Regions from separate parts of the Zea mays genome. Here all the other regions are linked to region 1. Evidence: chromatin contacts called from public Hi-C data. All regions are on one chromosome and are shown on one strand. Each heading gives the region's core, a stretch centred on a gene start, on an enhancer-like site or on the middle of the called end of the contact. The rest is flanking DNA. Distances are from core to core; before and after follow the strand shown. Region 1 holds the start of LOC100281624. Region 2 holds the start of LOC100285050 (calmodulin binding protein). Region 3 has its middle 32 kb from the start of LOC100285050.

Region 1 (4,969 bases), core at 1,597-4,096:
ATTCAGATAATATAGTTCGGATATCAAATACGAATATGATATGACTGGTATCTGGATATCTTCTCGGAAACCTTTCCGGATTTCAGATTTCTGATATCCAAACATCTTCCAAGATACCTTATCATATTTCAGATTTCGTATATACAAGTAGTTACATGTGGAATCACCCTAAGTATCCAAGTTTCAACATAATCAATACTTCACTTTATAATTTTTGTATGGGGACTTGAGGTTATATTCTTATAGAATATGTTATTAGTCATGGTAACCTATTTGCAATTTTCGGTCGTACACTTGAATATTTTATGAATTTAACAGCATTTTGATAATTTTCTATAGAAAAAAAAACAATTCACAAATAGCTCTCAGAAATTAATGAAATTTGATAGAGGGTCAATATATGTCCATATAGCGTCCTAAAAATGTTTGGACTATAAAATGTCAACATTTCTTTCAATTCAATTTCATTTGTTGCATGAGTTACTTATGAAATCACCGTAAGTATCTAAATTTCAACATAAACTAATACTTCACTTTATCATTTTCACTTGGGGGATTTGAGGTTATCTTCGTATAGAATGTTTATTAGTTTTGGTAACTTATTTACAATTTTTTATCGACATTAGAATATTTTATGGATTTTAATTGCATTTTGATGGTTTTCTACATAAAGAAATGAATTTCATGAAATTTGATGGAGAGGGCAACATATGTTTACATAGAATTCTCAAAAAACAATACTTTCGTTTCACTTTCACTTATTGCCTGAGTTACATGTGAAATCACCAGAGGTATCCAAGTTTGAACATAAACAATACTTAACTTTTATCATTTTTGTGTGGGTACTTGAGATCATTTTCTTGTAGAATGTTTATTAGTCTCGATAACTATTTGCAATTTCTGGTCGACACTAGAATATAAACTTTATGAATTTAATTGAATTTTAACGATTTTCTACATAAATAAATTAATAATACGCAAAATAGCATTAGAAATTCATGGAATTTTATGGAGGTGTAGCATATGTCCACATATAATACTAAAAAAATGTTGGGATTTAAGGAAGAGCTAAATGATTACAAGAACTATGATATGTGTGGCGATGTCTTACACGATATCCGATTTTTTTATTGATGCTACCCGTGTCCAACTAGTTCCGTATTCGACACACGACTATCCGTATATGTATATGAGAACATATGTATTTGTATTCGTATTCGAATTCGAATAAAAATATAAAAACAAATATGGTTTCAGTGATATATCTGTCCATATTCGATCCGATTACATGCCCTAATTGTATGTGAACACAGTCTTCGAATGCATATATAAAGAACCGATATAGTAGTCCTGTGTTTGGCTAATAGTTAATCTACTTATTAGAATTGCTGTAAGGTTATTAATTTTTAGCCCTAGTTAAGTGAGCGCAAGGCACTTAGAGCATGTACATTGGTGTTTAAGGTAGATGCTATACAAGCATATTTAATTTTATATTTATTAGTGCGCTACATTTATAGACACTTCATTTTATAATATAATCTATTAATTGTCTCTTTTGCTTAGAGAATCGTTTTGATGTCTTCCTACTGTACATGGCCTTATCTTTGGGTATTGGGCCACTCCAGCCGACCGATTCCTTGTAAGATTGGGCGCGGCCAAAAAAAATGGACAGGTTCAATTTGCACGCGCGGATGATGCCTTCGTGTGCTTTGGCTACACATAAAACAGGTTCAGTTTTGCAGGGAGACAGACGTAGACAAATTACCTACCTGCCTTGAGCTAGCGTTGCATTGCATATATGCTGAGTCGATCCAGTGACGTCTACGGCACCCATTCACCCTCCTCGTTTAATAGCTTATCTCGCTCGCTCGCCGATGGTCACTCCAACTACAAGTAGGACCAGAGTACACTTTTACATTTTGAATTCAATTCTTCTATCCCTTTCGACTATATTGCAGTCGAATACACGCATGCATACATACAATACGAATATATAGCGTGGGGGAAATTGTGCAATAATCACATGGTTATACCACCAGCCAAGCAAAAGCAGAGGAGAACCAGGGACGCAGTTAACAAACTCGTGCAGGACAAACGTATTAATTACAGTTACACCCAGGCATTTCTCACATAGGTCTTCAACTTTAGCCAACCACCTCACCCGGCCCCAGCGCCACACAGCAAAGCAAAGCACAGACAGAACTAGCAACGACGTCTGTATACAAACGTCACACGGCCATTTCGCTCCAACCCCCCTCAGCTTCCCCTAAATTACGTAACGTAACGTACCGTACCCGTGTATCGACAGAGAGACCAGACCACCAGCAAGTGACGACGCCGCCCCGGCCCGGCCTAGCCGCAGAGCGCGCCGACCTCCCGGAGCCGCGGGACTAGGAGGCCGCTGAGGTGGAGCCCCATGAGCCCGTCCAGCCCGCCCACGGGCGCGCCGCCCACGAACAGCGCCGGCACGGCGGCGGCGGCGGCGGCCGACGCCGCGGCCTCCTCGGCGGCCTCCTCCAGCTCGATCACCGTCGCGTGCGCGCCCACGGCCGCCAGCAGCTGCCGCATCACGTGGCACATGCAGCACCCGCGCCAGGCGAAGATCACCACGGGGCTCTCGCGGACCAACCGCCCCACGCGCTCCGCGGGGGCCTCCCCGTCGCCAGCCGGGTCGATGGTCAGGCCCAGCCGCCCGCCGACGCAGCTCACACCTCCCTGCATGTCCAGACGACGACGGATGGGATGGGCACAAGGCTCCTTGGTTGGGACTTGGGAGACTGGGATTTCAGGGGGGGGGCTATGACTAACTAGTTCACGGCGTCAGTGCCTGGTAGCGTGGTCGCCGTCAAGATCCGGGCCGGAGGACGTGGGGGAGGCCCGTATATATAGGAGCTGCCGCACATGGAGGAGTGACGTCAGGCGGAAGGCGACGCCCAACGGTGGGGCCCAGATGGCGTCACGTGGTGGATGAGCGGGAAGGGAAGGGACTTGAAGCAAAGTGCGACCCCTCTCCTCGCTTCGGTGCGCGTGGGGCTCATATAGCGATACCGACGCGCGCTCACCAAAAAGAATAGCGTGCGTAGCGTAGGGATCCTCGGCTGCGCGAGCAACCTCGACCCGCGGGTGGCCGATTGATCTGGCCGGTAATAGAACGGCTTCATTCTAAAACAAAATTAGAATAGAACTATTTTATTTTAGTTGACTCTCTAATTAAACGTACCCTTAATTAGCGCTAAAATTGATACAATGACCAATAGTGCTTCTATTGTCTGAATTCATATCCCACTATTTAGATTGTACTATGAGTTATTATTATTTTTAGGATAGCAGGTATACGAAAGTTAGAAAAGAACGGATGTATGCAACGGCAAGTTCTAGGGCTCCCTGCAGTTGCCATACGGCGGGATAGACACTGGCAAATACGGTGGGATAGACACTGGCAAGGTGGTCACCAAGCAATGACGACGTCATGTCACCAAGTTCATTTTGATGGCTAGAGGTAACCCTAGATTACTTCATATTTCGGGAAATGCAACTAAAACCAACATGGAAACATGATGGTATCATTCCTTGTCGATAGTATCCTTGGCTTCTATCGCTTGAAGCTCCTCCAAGACTTCGGAGCTTAATCATAGGACCAGAGAAACATGGCGCCAGTTTAAAGCACTTTTACCGGGGGGCGTAGCATCGAACCTAGGGCACCCAATTGGTGTCCGCTGCATGTCACTATTCTCCGTTCTTTATCAGGTTGAATGGACAAAATAGTTTTGCCTTCACCTTCTAGAGAAACACAATGGGACCATCAACCTCATCGAATTTCTCTAAATTTATGCTACAGTCATCCTTGTTGCTATAGATTATGGCAAACTATTTTCATGTAGCCTTGATCAGGCTAGCCTAGTCATGGCCCATAATCTATAGCTTTAAGGGCCAACAATACTACCAAGCAATCCATCAATAACAAGACAAAAACCAAGAAAGAACCATCATCTAGTAGGGTGGAAGTGCACGCAAAGACTAAAGAAAGGCTAGAATCAACATCCTCATTAATGGGGTGTTTGGTTTGAGGAATGAGTTAGTCCATTATCTTCTCACTCCTCATTTTTTTGTTTGGTTTGTGGAATGGAATGAGTTAATCCATCACCACCTCATTCCTCATAGTTAGTTATTTAGTACTAATATATGGAATGGAGTCATCCCACTAAATTTGAGGAATGGACACATGATGCATCATTTCATTTTGGATATAGTGATTCCTCAAACCAACACCTCATAAGTGAAAGTGATGAAGAGCAATTTGAAGAGATTGGCGATATTACCTTAATTGTGAAGTGATATTGTAAAGGGCCAAATAAGGAAGGATACAAGGATGTGAAAAGGAGGTTTCCAAACAAGAAAAAGAGAACTTGCTGAAATTGTTTAAGAACTGAGCACTTTATTACACAACTTCTTTAGATGTGACAAACATTTAGTTATTTGGATGTCACTCCACCAAAATCCCATTCCTATGTGTCAACTAAAGTGCCATAAATCTAACCAACAATCCAATTATCCACTCAAGAACTAAACATATAGAAATATGCCATCACTTCTTTAGAGATCACGAAACAAAAGGTGAAATCATAATCCATCATGTATGAACCAAAAAACAACTAGCCAATATCTTCACAAAGTCTCTTGATGATTAAATGTTTTGCAAATTGATGAGTGAACTAAACATTCTTGATTTTTGAAACGTTGCTTGAAATCTCACATAATCTGGTTGATGGTCTACCATAATAAAAATAAAATTTAAATGTGATCATGCCCATATGATTCAATTAATGTTACATTTTTGCTCCTATTCTATTTCTTTTAAAACTTTTATGAGCAGAATATGTGCTTGATAAATATTTATGTATATTAGTGTTGTTGGAACAATCCAATTTATTTTTCTCAAAGCATATGGGCAACAACAGTGTTGTTCTAG
Region 2 (4,969 bases), core at 1,339-3,838, 190 kb after region 1:
ATATATAATTAATCTAAAACGAAATATATTTTAGGACGGACTGAATATATTTTTCACATTTAATCGCCTGAACCTAAACAGAGTCGATTCTACTAGCATTTTTTTCTCTAAAAATGGTGAGTTGTATAATTAGAATATTATTGATGTCATGTCTATTGGGGATAAATAGTTAAATTCTTTTTATTGAGAAACAATTGTCAACAATAATATGATGAATTTATTTTTTTAAAAGTTTGCTCCTAATCCGTGGTTGTTTGGGACTACTCTAGCTCCATAAAAATTAGTGAAGTTGGTGCAGGAGGTCATTAGATAGTCCAGAAAATCGTGGAGATGTTGTTATGAACCTTTAGAAGACATTTATACAGGTCGTTTTATTTATTATTTAAATTAAAAATGAAACAGTCCCAAACACCTACCCAAGTGAAAGAGTTCTCTTTGAAGAATCCTCGTGGTAAGGTAGATTCTGAAAATATCCTAGGGCTCCACAGACCAAGGAGCAAAATGCTGGATATATTAGGCGCTAACTGAAACATGCATGTCAGCATGTGTGCCGGACTAACGATTGGACAACTTAAAGCGTGTTTTGGTTCACGTAACAGTGTAACAGTACCGTGTGGAACCACCGGCAAGCTATAAAGTCACGAACCGACTTGTTTCCCTCAGAACCATCACATTGATGTGCTAAATTTCAAACCTAAATCATCGTTTGAACAGTTGTTTACATAAAAATCGTCTTCTGTATATTTTTACTCTCTAAAAGTTTTTCTAGCTTGTTTGAATTCCAGAGAGTTATACTCGTTTTCTATCTTTAACTAGCAAGAAATCTCCAGAAATAGAAGATGCATGACAATATTTAGAGCTTATTTGAAGTACCACGGTTTCTAAGAATTTGGTTTTATCCCTAGTTTCTAAAAACTGATTTATTGAGAGAGAGAAATGAGTATACCGGTTTGGAACCTAGTTTCTTGAAACTAGTTTCTAGCTTTTTTTTTTTAAAAAAAAGGTAAGTCTACCTTTACTCTATTTTAAAAGTAAATGATTCAATTATTCCGTTCATTTTTCTTTGCTACTAATGTTAAATATATATTGAACTCATATTTTTAATTCAAAATTTTCAAATATTAAATAAACATTCAAAATGGGTAGAGAAGGCATCGAGGAGATCGCATGCATAGGCCTGAGAGTGGTGGCAATCATCGTAATTTCCATCAAACCAACTAAGGGCAATACGTAATTTGTCGGGCAAAACTGATTTTAGCTCAGGAAGGTATCTTCTTGGTTTCTTAGAAACTGTCTATTCAATTTCTAAAAATTGAAGCATAAATTGGTCTATTTGGAAGTACCCTAGTTTCTTAAAAAATTAGTGCTTCCAAACATACACTAGATAACTATTTTACAAGGTTAGATAAAATGCTTTACGAAAATCTCCATTCCTACTCATCAAAAGGGCTATACACACATGGAGTGCTTGATATTCAAACCTTTCATAAAGAATGTTTTATATATGAGCTCAAAAACGGAGAGCACTAGTAACCAAATTTTGGCATTACATGATGATCTTCTATATCTATATAATCTATTAAGGCACCTGATGATACCACGACTTCACCCTCCGTGCTACCACAACGTGCAAAAAATAGTGCAAAGCGAGCACTCGAATCCATACCGCCTTGCTCCAAACATTTGGGATAACGACCAAACCCCACATACCTTAGTGTTTATAAATATCTCAATATCTATTTATCTATACTACACTACTGCTGTGGATCCAAGCGCCTACACAGTCAGCATCTGCGCCTGCTCAACACCCGACCGTACTCACGCAGCTACCACGCCGCGCAAAAAAGTGCAGCTACCCCCAACTCTGGAATTTGGGTCTAACCACCAGACCACACGTACTTTAGTGTTTAGAAATAAACAATAATTATATTTAAATAAATATATTAATACTTATTTATATGATATATAAAAACCGTAGCAAAGCACGGTCAACTAGCTAGTTAGAACCTTGTACGCTGGAGTAACTACTAAAAGATAAAAAAAGGAATTATGACCACTTCTACATGTATGTTCCCCTGTCCTGAAATCAGTGAAGGATCCGATCCAGACAAAATTATAGGAGGGGCTAAAGTAAACTGTTATATTAGATATAATCTCACTAAATCACTCACGTATGTAATACTTTAAAGTGACATTATATTAAAACATCAATGAACAATATAATCATAAAATACATATTATATATCTTAAATTTTAGAGAGGGCTTTGGTAGGGCTTGAGCCCCACCCCTGCTCTGGAATGAAAGTCTTCACAACAAAAGGGTGTGTATTAAAAAGAGTGGTTGGGCAAGGTGTAAACCGGAAGAACGTTCAACTCAACCAGTTGAAAGCTGCAAGCGCAAGCAGCGCGTTGCAACTTCAGCAATGACCGAAGAGTCTAGCGTTTCTTGGGGAACGGGGAACGTCTCGCAGGCTGCTGCTGCTGCGGCTGCCGTTTTCTACATCTCTGGGGAGAATTGCTGGGCCATTCAGCGTGTGGGTCCCGTCCTAGATTTCGTTATATATATGAGAGAGCAGTGGCAGCTCGTCAGGTCGCAGTAACATCAGCAGAGCGAGAGCCAAATCGCAACTCCAGCCTCTTCGGAAGCATTCTCTCCCCAAGATTTCAGAGCAGAGAAGGTTGCGCCGTTCCCACACCGAGACCACCAGGTAAGGAGCATCATCAGTCAGTCCAGTCCTTTGCTTCTGCTCTCGGATTAGATTAGTTTGGGGCTTGTGTTCTTGATTAGGACTGGGATTAGTCTACGACCTGCTAGATGCGGATGCAATACTGGGACCTCTACCTGCTAGCTAAGCTATATAGTGAAGAGCCTTGAACCAAAAGTTTCATTAGCAATGACGTACGCTAGCCGGGTGTTCCTTCCCTTCCCCCAGGTTCATGAATCCTACCCCGGTTCAATGCAATTCAGGCTGTTTCTTCCACGTTTTCTGATGCACCCATCCTTCGTGCATAATAAAAATTTTAAAAGTAAAAAAAAAACATATCTTTTTAAGTCTCGCTGACTTCTTTTTGCCATGGCAAGAGCTGCGACTGCAAGGAAGAGAATTGTAGGCATGGCTGCTATATTTCGCGTCTAGCTTTTTGTTTACACCGGCCGGTGTGGTTGCCGCCGTGGAAGTCCTTGTCTGCCTTGGCCTGACCTCCTCGAGTCGTTTCCGCCGGCTGCTTGTTGCCAGTGTTTGTTTGGTTCACTTCATTCTTCTCTCTGACTTTGACTCTGTCACCAGAGCAGAGCACAGCACAGCACTCAGCACAGCCGGTTCTCTCTCTGTTCTTTGCAAGTTGCTTCAGATGTCTCTGTTCATTCGACCTGCTAAACCTGAATTTGCGATTCTGAAAATGACCTTTTCCAGGACGAGTCTTCAATTTATGGGATTGTACCGCAACGAATGGGCTGAAGCTCTGGGCATAGAGATCTCCAGCCCGAGGGCCAAGGACGGCACCATGGTAGTGAACAGGAGGACCGGCTTTTCCAACGGCAAGCTGATGCCGTCGCTGAGCTTCAAGCTGTGGGAGGCAGAGGCGGTAGTCGCTTCCATGGACCACGACGGCAGGGCCAGCGAGTGCCTGCGGGATTCCGTTCCGGAGTTGGTGTTCATGGCGTCTCCGACTACGACCACCCCGAGCCCGCGGGTGTCGTCCAGCCCCAAATGCGAGCTGGACGCCGCGGCGGTGAAGCTCCAGAAGGTGTACAAGAGCTACCGCACGCGGCGGAACCTCGCCGACTGCGCCGTGGTCATCGAGGAGCTGTGGTGGAAGGCGCTGGACTTCGCGTCCCTCAAGCACAGCTCCGTCTCCTTCTTCAACGGCGGCAAGCCCGAGACGGCGGCGTCGCGCTGGGCCCGCGCCAGGACTAGGGTGGCCAAGGTAGCAACCTCGATCGCCGCCGCTAGCTTTACAGCTGTCCTTTCATCGAAAATGCTGCTAGAGATGCGTTTGAACTGCTGAGCGAACCACATCGAAATCGTAGCGGCTTGACGTGTGAGCTTTGTTTTGTTCGCTTGCTTTTGTTTAGCTTGGCAAGGGGCTGTCCAAGAACGGCAAGGCGCAGAAGCTGGCGCGGCAGCACTGGCTCGAAGCTGTAAGCCACATGCTACATAATAACCTAGGACATAGTCCTATATAAACAAGTGATTCTTGTAGATCCAGTGAGATCATTAGTTGTTTACTAATGCTGCTGCTTTTGCGTCCGTGTCTATGCTGGCAGATTGACCCGAGGCATCGGTATGGCCACAATCTGCACATCTATTACGATGTCTGGTCCAAGAGCGAGAGCACGGAGCCCTTCTTTTATTGGTAATTAGTGAAGCTGCTGGATTCATCTGTTGCTGCTCCATTTGACTTGGTCATCTTTCAAATAGCAAGTAATACATCTATTATTATTAATGCCTGCTTTGATGAAATGTACAGGTTGGACATTGGGGAAGGCAAGGAAGTGAACCTTGAGAAATGCCCTAGGAGTAAGCTTCAGAGCCAGTGCATCAAGTACCTTGGACCAGTAAGCCCTTCATCAGTATAATAATGTTTTAGTTAATGGCACAAGTCTTCAGCCTCAACATATGATCGGATGGTCAGCTGATCCTTGCTTGCTCTTGTGTTTCTTGCTATGAATTGCAGAAAGAGAGACAAGAGTATGAGGTTGTTGTGGAGAGGGGAAAGCTCGTGTATAAGAAAAATGGAGCTCTTGTGCAAACTCTGGACGATTCCAAGTGGATTTTCGTCCTCAGTACCACCAAGGCACTCTATGTCGGGCAGGTAGACGCAAGTTTCAGTTAACTAGTAGATTGCAGTTTGTATTTGTTCTTACGCGGCTAGATCTACACGTCCATGGATGCCATATAGAGTAGCATATCTGTTCTTGACGAGATACAGTACAGTTGTTCGTTGCATTAGTTCTGAAGTTCTTGTT
Region 3 (4,969 bases), core at 1,044-3,543, 160 kb after region 1:
TATGTCAAAACTGAGAATTTTTAGCTCAAATCTAAAGATCATAAATACAGTATTACGTACGTTACCGAAACATGTTATATTGATTAGAACTTGTAATTGTAGTATGATCTTGGTAGAAGTGAGAATGTATAATGCATTAGTAATTAACGTCAAATTTTAGAATATTAGAAAATAACCTCAATATAGTGTATATCAATAAAAATTGAGAAATGATCCTCAAACAAGTCACGGTCTTATTTTCTGTTGGATTCGATTCTGACAGTAATGTTGGATGACCTTATTATGGTCGAGGGATCAGCAGTGGGAAGCAAGAATCAGCCGCTTCGGTTGGCATTGCTAGCATCCAAAATTTTGACGCATAAGAAATGCCAGACGACGGAACAAGCTAGCTAATTATAATGACAAGTCCTAATTGGTTCTGATCCCACTTTTTAATTAACTAGTAAACGTGTTTGTGTATTGCATCGGAACTCCAATACATATAGGAATGAGACTCCGTAGCATCGTTGTTTAACTTGTATAGAGCGCAAACCAATACGTATTGAAATCGGACTTCGTATTTATTATTGGTAGGCACGATTTATTCTAACTCCTGTTAATATGAATCATGAGTCAGGATGACATACAAAAACAAACTCTATGATCTAGGTAGTTATGGGAGTGGATGAAAAATTGAGAGGACAAAAACTTTTTCTCTTTAATATTAGTATAGAAATGTACATATGTAGTTTAGGGCATGTACAATTCTGAGACTCTGCCGGTTCGATTTCTAAAATACATGAAACAACTAAGAAATTGTATGATACAATCATGAGACATATTATAAATGCAGCCAAAAGACAACATGTATGGAGAGTCGCGAAGAGCCTGTCTTTTGTATTTTTTTTTCACTTAGCCCCTTACAGATCTCTCATAAAACCTCATATTAAATAGGGTTGTACATGTGTACGTACATTTTTATACACGTTAGTTTAATATGATAAACACTTTTGTTTATTACCAGTCAAATTAATTTAATTATAGTATATGTTGGGACCTCCTATACCGAAGATCATTTGCTTAACCAGTTAACCTCTTATTTCGGCACAAGTTAGTGTGTTTGAGGAGTATGACTACTAATGGACGAAGCCAACCTTCGGTTGGGAAGGTGTGCAAAGTAGCTTGATACGTGACGATCACTTGAATCTCAAAAAATACTGGTCTAAAACCTAGCTTCGGCGATTGACAAGTGCATTTCAGAGATGTTATTACAGGAGTACCAAGCCAAGCTTCGACGGAAAGCGGCATACAAAAACACCATCTAAATGCAAGCGGTAAGGATAGTAGCCGAAGATAGCAGTTTCGGCCATAAGCCGAAAAGATGAAGCAACTAGGCGACGAAGGCTGGAACTCATGAAGTTAAGAAAGAAGAAAAGTACATTATTGCTCCGATACTGTTTGTAAATGACTTATGTAAAAATGGATGGGCATTGTTGTAAATCCATACTAGGTCGGTTTATCTCCTCTATAAATATATGAACAGTATCCTACATAAAGTACTTTTATCCAGGTGCTACAGCTTCATATAGCTGAACTTCGAAACACCTTTGTGCTATCTTGCATCAAGAAGGCGAATGTATGATTGTAAACTTGTATTGTATGAAGAGAGAAATAATATCCTAAGGCATATGATATGAGTTCTCATATCTCACTTCGTCTTACTTCATGCATTTTGCTCAACTGCATTCAACCTTCGTCCTTGAAGAGTTATCCCGAAGGGATAATACTTCAGGGACGAAGGCTTCCACCCTTTAACATTGTGTTTCCTTGTTTTTATTATATACAGCAATTGAAAACAATTGACCAACAGTATAATGAACGACTAAACATGTTACATATTTAAGGCCCCGTTTGGTTTAGTCCCTTCATTTTAATTCCATTTAGTTTCTAAATTGCCAAACAGTGAGACTAAAACAGGCACTAAACTATTTTAGTCTCTAGTTCTTCAAATGGTGACTAAAAAGAACTAAACCGTATTAATTCTAGTTTTTGTCTCTCATTTATTTCAGTTGCACTAACGGCGGGAGAATGATAAAGAGTATTTTAGTTCTCTTATGATAAAGAGTAAACTTTAGTCTTCTAATTAAACTTTAGTAGTCTAGAACCAAACGGCCCTGCGTTTCAGTACGTAAACGGCAGGGAGGTTGTGACAACCAATAATCCGATCCAAAAGAATGAGCCCGTTTCATAAGCAGGCCGATCTATAGGGTGGGGTGTTTGGAATTAATCAAGGCCCATCAGAGGTTTGAGGTCTACTCAGTTGGGCCATTAGTGGGGACCGAGACCGAGGGCTTCCCTTGATGCTGGCTTTGCAGGTAGAACCGTAGAAATGTTGATGCCATTATAGGGTTCATCAACACAAAAGTAATGTAGTAACGATGTAGATCCTTCCTTTCCCCTCGATTATGAAAACTTTTCTTGCCAATAGAATATAGTTTGAACTGTCATTGCGCCTTTCCAGAAAACGTTCCGATCATTAGTGAAAATATTCTAAAAATGGAAGTTTTACTTAAAAATTGAAGTTTTCATATAAAGGTAAGAGCAACTCCAGTAGTTCTTTAAAAGACTTCCTAAATCAATAATTTAGGTAGTTAATATGAAAACTATTCTCCAACAGTTCTCTAAATGAACTTTCTAAATTTAACAACTTGTCATCTAACCTCATTTTCTCTTTACATTTGGCAACCATTTAACAACTCTCTAAACAAAAAAGTTGACTGCATTATATAGTTTTTGTGACTTTTTTTTATGTGGATAAATACAAAATAAAATTACAACCTATATTTAGAGAACTATTGGAGAACTCACATTTTTTTACTCCAAAAGTCATTTAGCAACTTCTTAAATATGTGATTTAGAGAGCTAAAATTTGCATAACTATTGGAGTTGCTCTAACACTAGTACAGAGAAGCTCTATTAAAGGATTTAGTTGGCTATTTTTAGAACCTGATAAAAAATATTAATTAAAAGTTTCTTATGGAGAAATAAAAGATAAATATTCTATTGCTGGGCTCTTGCAATTTGGCTAATAACAAACACTTGTCCCTCTATTAAAGGGTGTTTAATTGGATTCCTAGGTCTAAACTTCAGTCTGAGTCACATCGATGTTTGGATATGGATTAGTAGAACTAAATGCAACCTAATTATAGAGCTAACTATATAAGCCATAGCTAATTTGCGAGATAAACCACCTATTAATCCTAATTAATCCATGAAGATGTGATAATTATGAATTGATTGTATTTAAAGATTTGTTTCACGAATTGGCCATGAATTATTCGGCTAGCTCATATTTAGTTTTCTGAATTGACGTATGAACATCTAATATAATCCGGATTAAACTTTAGTCCAAAGATCTAAACAACATTGTATTGGGCTGGTGGGCTCTCAGATAAAGAGAGCGTTTGTCCAGATTGCATCAGAAGCGTGTGACAATGCTTTGGTATTTTATACAGAAGATGTTTGACAAAGGTTTTAAAATCTCTGTACCAAAAACCATAGTATTACTAATACTCTAGCAGAAACTTTGGTCTAGACTGGAGTTTTTGTCTCGCCATGTACTCTAGTTCTGCTATAGCATTAAAAACACTGTAGTACCGTAAAACCGTGATATTGAAAAACTTTGGTCTTAGAAACAGACCCTTAGACTGTGTAAAATATGGGATGCGGAACTGTAGATGACACTGTTTAACACTGTTTAGATAGAGAAGTTTGAAATAGGGAGTGAGATAGAGGATGGAATAGAATATCTGTTGGAGATAGTCTTAGGACATGTTTGTTTCATATTATAGTTTATATAATCTAGATTATAATTTGTATGTAGCTGTTTGGATGGCAAGATTATATGAATGAAGATTATTGATTTTTGAGACACAAACGCAAAGACAACAATACCGTGCGTGCGTGTGATTTGGGGAAAGAAGGAAAATGACAGATGTTGTAATTTTATGAAAATAATCATGTGTAGTGGATCTTTTACCAAAAACAATCTCAAATAATCTTGTACTCTTGAGGAGATTATGAGATTATTATGATATAAAGCTATAACCTAGATATTTATTTACCTACTAAATTATTTACGCTGAATTATATAATCTATATTAGACTATAATCCAAACCTCAGTCGGCGTACGTAATAGCTAGTGTCACACACTTTGGACAGCTGTCTTGTGTCCGGAATGTGTCGCAGAGGTGGCGGTCCTCGCAAGCTCGATGTGGCGTCATCAATCAAACCTTAAAAGCGAGTTCCGCTACCCTGTCAGTCCGTTTCAGCCGAGGTGACGCAAACGCTTGGGTCATCTGCGTTGACCGCCCAGCGACTCCTACTGCATTTTTACTAGAGATGTCAATGGGGACCCGATACCCGATAACTCATGGGGAATTCTCCTATTAGGGTACGGGTATGGGACAAAAATTGTCCCCATGGATATGGATATGGGACAAAATCTCCACCCATTGGGTAAACGAGTATGGGTTTGGAAAGCAATAATCCGAACCCGATTACCCATGGGTATTTCATACGCGTACATCTGTCCTGTTTGTATGAATGAGTTGAGGCCGAGTCGGCCATTAAACCTAGCAGACTCCATTTCTTATATTGGTCCCAAGTACTGATTTCTTTTTTGATGGATGGATGAATGGATAATGGTTCATGGATGAGTGCTTGCCAATGTGGTGATATATGAAATCTGGATAGTTTATGCTAGATGTTAGTATCTAGTTATTCCTTAATTGGGGATGGGAACCCATTGAGGACCCGAAACCGAATAGGGATGGGTATGAGATGAGTTTTGTACCCATGATGGGTATATATAGGTATGGGTATGGGGATGTATCAAACATAATGGGGATGAGTCTGGGATGCTATAACCCGATGGGGAATTACCCATTGACATCTCTAATTTTTACTAATTAAACTGGCCGCGGTGGT

The links. Hi-C and Micro-C count contacts between places; a contact is called where the count stands out from the background.
Region 2: a Hi-C map of ear shows a contact between it and region 1, with 3 times the contacts expected there. The contact joins the promoter of LOC100285050 here to the promoter of LOC100281624 in region 1. A contact is called at or near these places in 6 of 25 Hi-C or Micro-C datasets (bundle sheath, ear, leaf and 1 more) and 2 of 3 datasets of contacts at active chromatin or transcription factors (leaf and seedling).
Region 3: a contact with region 1 is called in a Hi-C map of leaf, with 5 times the contacts expected there. The contact joins the enhancer-like site here to the promoter of LOC100281624 in region 1. A contact is called at or near these places in 14 of 25 Hi-C or Micro-C datasets (bundle sheath, ear, endosperm and 5 more) and 2 of 3 datasets of contacts at active chromatin or transcription factors (leaf and seedling).

The regions. Positions count from the first base shown.
Region 1 is chr6:143,206,360-143,211,328 of Zm-B73-REFERENCE-NAM-5.0, forward strand. It overlaps LOC100281624, which reads right to left and starts at 2,847. Exons shown (of 1, transcript NM_001154543.2): 1 at 2,073-2,847. The coding sequence starts at 2,721. The coding sequence ends at 2,353.
Region 2 is chr6:143,393,542-143,398,510 of Zm-B73-REFERENCE-NAM-5.0, forward strand. LOC100285050 (calmodulin binding protein) reads left to right here and starts at 2,589. Exons shown (of 9, transcript NM_001157945.1): 1 at 2,589-2,708; 2 at 3,414-3,927; 3 at 4,076-4,141; 4 at 4,268-4,356; 5 at 4,471-4,558; 6 at 4,678-4,815. The coding sequence starts at 3,430.
Region 3 is chr6:143,362,043-143,367,011 of Zm-B73-REFERENCE-NAM-5.0, forward strand. No RefSeq gene overlaps it. Among protein-coding and RNA genes, the nearest start is that of LOC100285050, 32 kb to the right of the region's middle. Within about 2 kb of position 2,294, at least 15 of the 20 cell types and tissues checked have an H3K27ac peak or open chromatin away from gene starts, as enhancers often do. A contact at or near this core is called in bundle sheath, ear, leaf and 2 more, where this site is marked.